2 separate regions of the Zea mays genome follow, and region 2 is linked to region 1. A link is a contact called in public Hi-C data. All regions are on one chromosome and are shown on one strand. Each heading gives the region's core, a stretch centred on a gene start, on an enhancer-like site or on the middle of the called end of the contact. The rest is flanking DNA. Distances are from core to core; before and after follow the strand shown. Region 1 holds the start of LOC103633789 (rho GTPase-activating protein 7). Region 2 holds the start of LOC103633963 (ERAD-associated E3 ubiquitin-protein ligase component HRD3).

Region 1 (3,214 bases), core at 479-2,978:
TCCAAAGAAAACCCTTTCTAATTTTATCAATTGCCTCCAAAGCCCATTGAGGAAAATCAATGGTCATAGCCAAATAGATGATCATACTGGAGAGCACATGCTGAACCATAATCTTCCTACCGGCTCTTGTCATAAGATCAGCTTTCCAACTCGGAAGACGGTCGGCCACCCTGTCTATGATAGATTGAATCTGTTCTCTGGTCAGCTTATGAAGGGAGAGTGGAATTCCAAGATATTTGCAAGGGAATTCAGACCTCTCAAAAGGCAATAAGGAATAGATAGGTTACCAGAAGGTACTGAAACATATAGCTTATTTTAGTTCTTCATGGTCAGCTTCGGATTCACTGGATTGAATTCAGCATAAACCACAAGTGTGAGCTTAAGTTTTTATTCCACCGTTTAAACCTGGAGTATCATATAGCACAACATAGTCACAAAGAGAGGGACATTTTGAACTATGAAAACTCTCATTGTCTTGTTCAATGTAACAGAATATACTTTTTAGAGAACGAAAACTATACTAGAAATGATAGGCTGATAAGACCGTCTTCCACGGTTCACCCATATGGTCACCCAAAACATTGTTTTGCACTGTAGAGTGTAGACTGCATTGTTCACATAGTGGAGTTTAAATATAAGGATGTGGATGGGTACGCTGCTGGAGATAGCCTAAGAGTTGAAGTTCCAACATCATGGAGCGGTGGAGCCCACAAATAATTGAACTTGGCTTCAACGCAAGTTTAATAATAGAGCTCATAATGGACTCTAAATTCTTGCCATGACATCTAGAACCAACAATAAAAACATTCAAATAATGATGTTGGCTATAAGGTTGGCTCTTAGATTATTATCTTGTCTCTTTCTCTTTGATCCTTTTGACTTAGAGTCCGTATAGCAGTTGGCTCTTGCATGAGAGCCCACTTATCTTACTTTTTTATGTCTCTCTCTTCCACACTTATAGCCCATTGCTATACTTGCTCTCATGCTAGCAGTTAGGGTGCCAAAACATAAGCTTTCTAATAAATGGTTTTTAAGAGTTAAGACAAAAGTAACTGCAAATTGTCTATATATATATTGAGCTTCTGAGAAGAGAGTTCAGGCTGCACGGCATCAAAGCACCTTTTCTTAAATGACCCAAACTCTACTTAACAATCTTCAATAGATCGAACAAGATATCACCAAGGAATCTTGTGCTAAAATAAAGACGAGCGAACAAGTTTACACTGCACATGACACGGACCAATAATTGTCTTCAAAATCTTGTCATTTCTGACCGCTAACAAAAGATCCCCCGGATGAAAAGCCACACCCGCAACGATCCGCATGCACTGCGCCCTAAACCAATTGATCTAATTCGTAAATGAAGCACGCAACGGGCCACCCCCCCTCCCGCATGCAACAGCAACGCCGCGGAGAAAGGCTCTTCTGACGCACAAGCGGGTGTCCCCAAAACGAATGCAGCCTGCACAGCATCCTGAAGCCAGATGAACACCCGGCAACCTCATTGTCTCATAGACGCCTGGATCCCAACCTACGAAGGATTCCGCACACCACCCCCTGAAATGCGCAACGCGCACCGATCGAAGAGCGGAGGCGACAATGCGGCTCACCTGCGGGCACGTGCGGCCCGGAATCTCACGTCGGCGCGCGCGGAACCGAGCCTGCCACCTCCTCTTCCTTCCTCTCTTCTGTTCGCGCGCGTTCCTCTCGATCCCCTCTCCCTCCTCCTCCTCCCGCCTCCGCTCCAGTCTCCCGGTTCTATTTCCTCACACCGCTCGGCCTCGTCCCTCACGCCCGCACTTCCTACGGACCCAGTCACATGACCCGGACCTGACGTGTCATAGGCTCATAACAACGGTCCGATTCCCTTCGCGTTCTCCACTTCCGTTCCGCTACGCCACGAGCTAGAGCGAGCGTGCGGACCGGATCAAGCGACTGGGTCCGTAGGATCTCGATGCTAGGTACGTGGCGGCAGATCAGGGGCTCATTCGTAGAATCTCATGCCGTGATGCGGGCGTAGCGGGAAGCACCGAAGCACCAAGCACGTCCTGACGAAAGAGCAGAGTCGTGGGAACGGGCACGCAACCATGCACAGATCACAGATGCACTGCTTGCGGTGACCCCACCTGCTCTTGGGCGTGTGCCCCGATGTCACGCTTTTCCCACCTGCTCACCAGCCGCTGTACGTATCAGGGCATGTATAGTAAGTTGCGTTTTTCCGATCATTATATACACCTATGGTTTATATAACCCAACCTATCTAAACCTTATATCTTATTTATTAGAAGCATTAAGATACGGCTCATTTATATAGATTATATGAATTTAATGGTATATAGAATTTGAGAATCGTACTAAAGACGTTCATTCGCTAAAGGTATATACAGTCATCTTGAGATAATATGTTGTGGTTTTCTAAGCACTAGATACGTCTAAGAAACTCGTTCATACAACCTAATATATATAAATCTTGTATCTTATTTACTAGATACCCTTAAAATATGGTTCATTTATATGGATTATATAAGTTTAACAATATCTAGACTCGATAACCGTGTTAGATACATTCCTTCGTCAAAATACATCTCTTGCTTATGTTTTTTACCCTTAACTCTTAAATACTCCTTAGGCCTTGTTCGGTTATTCCAATTCCATGTGAATGGGAGTGTATTGGAATGTATTGGGATGGATTTTGACTTGCTATAAACCGACTCAATATCACTCAGTACGCATTGATTAATGGTGAAACGAACAAGGAACAAGGTACGCCTCTTGTGTTTTTTTATTTACACTTATCTCTTAAATACCTCTTAACATACGTGTTATTTATGTAACATGCCCTCAGTAGGAATATGCTGTGTGGTCTATTTGGGTAATGATCAATCTAGGATTTTCACATGGTTTCATCACAAATGTGCGTGCAACTCTCCCCGGTCATTGGCATGACCAAAAAAAAAACCGTACCGTCCGAGTAGCGAGCAACTAACCTGTTCTGCTACATGCCTGCACTCTGCACATCGGGACTGTGAGGCCGGTCCGTCCGAACGATTCCCCTGAGACCCTGGCTGATCTGAAAACCACTGCAACTTCAACCGGAGGACCGACATCGACCCATGGCAGTTCACATCGGGACTGCAGTGGAATGGCAAAACCACAAAAGGACGGTACCTGTTGTGCCGCAGCATGCAAAGCCATGTGCCTCACGGACGAACCC
Region 2 (3,214 bases), core at 372-2,871, 490 kb after region 1:
CCACCAAAATCATTTAGGAAAATGTTTGACCCTATTTCCCTTTCAATTATCACTCGTGGCAACAACCATCATTGTTGTTGTTCTTGCTCAATCTTAGATGTGAATAAAATCTAGTTCAATCACAACACTAGAGTAAGCCCTATTTATTTGAGCTTCTTGGTAGCTTCTCAACCAAAAAGCCAGAAGCACAAACAAACAATTATTTTTCTATTTAACTTTCAGAAAGCCAAAAGCTCAGGAAAAGTTGAGTTTATGTAAAAAGCTAAAAGCCTGGTTTCATGGGCTTTATGTAGCTTTCTAAGTCTAAAAAGTTAATAACATTATTGAAAAGCTATTATTGACTTTGCAGGATCAAAAGCCTAATGATATCTTTTAAAAAACTCCAAAAAGTTGTAGCTCAAAAAACAAGCCTTACAAATTAGTCAATTATCGTCCCATTTATCAAAATCACACATGAAACTTTCAGTGGCCTCGACGACGGTCTCATGAGCCCAGTGGTGCAGCCTTACTAGGGTGTGGGGTGACATGAGTGGACGTGAAAACTGGTCAGTGGGGTGCGTTGTGGCGTGACCGCCGATTTGTAGGCTCAACGGAGTCTTTGCGGCGAAGCTTAAAAAAATACTCCCTCCGTCTCAGGATATAAGGCGTAACCACTTTTTATTCTTGTCTCACAATATAAGGCGTGCTCTCTCTATGCATACGTATATCGATGCAGTGGTATAGAGACAATTAAATGCATTTCTTGGTCTTTGAACCAGAGGTGGTTACGCCTTATATAATGGGACGGAGGGAGTAAGTGACAAGAAGAAAATAATTGAACCGTTTTTTCTATGTAACAAGTGATATGTTAGGTATTTTTTTCTCTAACTTTATTAAATTTAAATTTGGTGGAAACACATGCTCAACCAATTTGACAAATCTAAAGATAGATCCCTTATTTTAGTTAAGTAGATCTACAATGAAACTACTAGATATAAAAATTCAATTTAAATATAGTTTACTAGCATATAGCCTGTGCTAATGCTACGATCCCGCGTAGGGAGGGGTCGACGATGGCGACGACAGCGCGAGGGGGAGGAGTTGATGGCGGAGCTGGTGGCCTGAGTGAGGGGAGAGGGCAACGGGGTTGTGGGGAGGGAGAAGGGGAAGGATGATCCAAATAATATTGTTCATTGAATTTGAATGAGCAAGGGGGTGAGATTATCCGTTGATTTTGATGATGTGTTAAGTTTAGATACAATTTGTTTGGTGGATTTAGTGGATGTTATATGTGTGGAGGTAATTTTGTTGTGTGAATTTTGTAAAGTTTAAACTGATAGATTATATAGTGGTATAGAGATATATATTTGATAGTGTGTTAAGTCTCGATGTAATTTAGTTGATCGATGTTATGGATGTGGGGGTGATTTAGTTGAGTGAGTTTTGTAAAATTTAAACTGATGGATTATACAGAGAAAAAGAAGATAGAGAAAAAAGAAGAAGATATAGATAGATTAAATTTAGAGTCACTCAAGTTTTACAAATAAGTCTAAAACTCGTAAGCCCATGGGCCATATAGAAAGATAGCGCAGCGCACACCCAAGCAAAATCACTTAAGTTCGGATCCACACCAGGCTCAAACGCCAAGCCAATCACGGAGCACGGACACGTCTCCACTGCGGGTCCCATCTCCACGTCATAGTCCTAGAAGCTGCCCGCTCGACATGCCCCACCTGCCAGCATCCCCTGCGCAGTCCCAAGTCCCAACTCCTACTCCCTGCCGTGCAACGGGGGTGAGATCTTGTGTTCTCGTAGGCTATGCCTTCCCCGATGGCTCGCGTCCTGCACCGCCGTCTCCTCCTCCTCGCCGCCGTCTCCTTCGCCGTGGTCGCTTCTCTCCTTCGCCCAGCTGCTGCAGTGCGCCCGTTTGTTTTGGTTCTCTCCGGTGAGGACTTCCTCAAGGATTCGGCCGCGCACCCGTCCCTCCCCTCTGCCGACTCCACCGACGACGACGGGTGGGACGACTTCGCCGACGATTCACCAGCCGCCGACCCGCTCCTCTCCCCGTCCTCCTGGGTCCCTCTTCTTGACCCAGCAAGCCCTCCCCTTTCTGGCGATGAGACGGACTCGTCGGCCGACGCGCTCTTCGTCGCGGGCGCCCGCGCGATGCTCTCCGCAGCGTCCGATGGGGACGACGCGGCGTTCGCCACGGCTGCCGCGCAGATCGAGGCCGCGGCAGAGGCGGGGCACCCGGGCGCGCAGTCCGCGCTCGCGTTCCTCACCGGCGCCGGGATGACGCGCCCGGCATCCCGATCGCTCGCATTCCTGTTGCACAAGTTCGCCGCCGACGCGGGAGATCTTCAGTCAAAGATGGCCCTCGCGTACTCCTACTTCCGCCAGGAGGTGAGGTGGTCAATACCGTTTGCTTTTACTCACTCATACAATCTGCATACTCTAATTGGGGGTTGAATGTTTGAATTCGTTGGCTTACTTGCAAATTGAGGAACTTTTTGGGTCAGATATTAGCATTTTTTGCTTGGGGTTGCGAAGGGTTAGTTCCTGGGTGATCAGGCATTAGAATAGCAAGTTGTTTCAGTTAATCAATTGGTAGTCACATTTGCTGAAATTGGGTGTAGACTTTGATCTTATTTGCTGGTAGAAATCGTGAGGCCAGTGTCTTTGCCAATTTGTAGCGTGGTTCTTATTTTTACCATAACATTTTTAGTTTTTGCACAAACATTACACCTTAGAGAATCAAATTCCCTCTTCATCATTGTAGGGTTATATTTGATGTTAGGTCTACAAATTCTTCTCTAGAACTAATGTTTTTTCGTGACACAGTCATCTTACAAGTTGGAGGTAATTTAAGAAGCAATAATCGAATTGAAGAAATTTATCAGTACTAACTACTAACCATGATGTTTTTTTCACTTGAGTACTAGTGAGCACTGAGCAGCCTGCTTTAACCACATTTACTTATTTTTTATCTTGCATCCAGATTCCAGACATTGGATATCTGATGCAGCGTTCTCTTGTAAATTGCCCTGTTTATTTTGGTGAAGCAAATTAGGGATAGTATTTTACCTTAAAAATAAAGTTTAGCTTCTTGCACTAACATTTAATTCCTTTTGGTTACTTGCATATATTGCACAATCTGTGGTTATCACAATAAGCTTTACTTCATATAAAAAGTAGGGGTTGCCCAATCTGATTCAATAATTATTATCATGTAGCT

Evidence for each region. Hi-C and Micro-C count contacts between places; a contact is called where the count stands out from the background.
Region 2: a Hi-C map of endosperm shows a contact between it and region 1, with 2.0 times the contacts expected there. The contact joins the promoter of LOC103633963 here to the promoter of LOC103633789 in region 1. A contact is called at or near these places in 3 of 25 Hi-C or Micro-C datasets (endosperm, leaf mesophyll and tassel).

Annotation. Positions count from the first base shown.
Region 1 is chr1:35,936,212-35,939,425 of Zm-B73-REFERENCE-NAM-5.0, forward strand. It overlaps LOC103633789 (rho GTPase-activating protein 7), which reads right to left and starts at 1,729. Exons shown (of 22, transcript NM_001351113.1): 1 at 1,611-1,729.
Region 2 is chr1:36,427,015-36,430,228 of Zm-B73-REFERENCE-NAM-5.0, forward strand. LOC103633963 (ERAD-associated E3 ubiquitin-protein ligase component HRD3) reads left to right here and starts at 1,622. Exons shown (of 7, transcript XM_008655622.4): 1 at 1,622-2,382. The coding sequence starts at 1,798.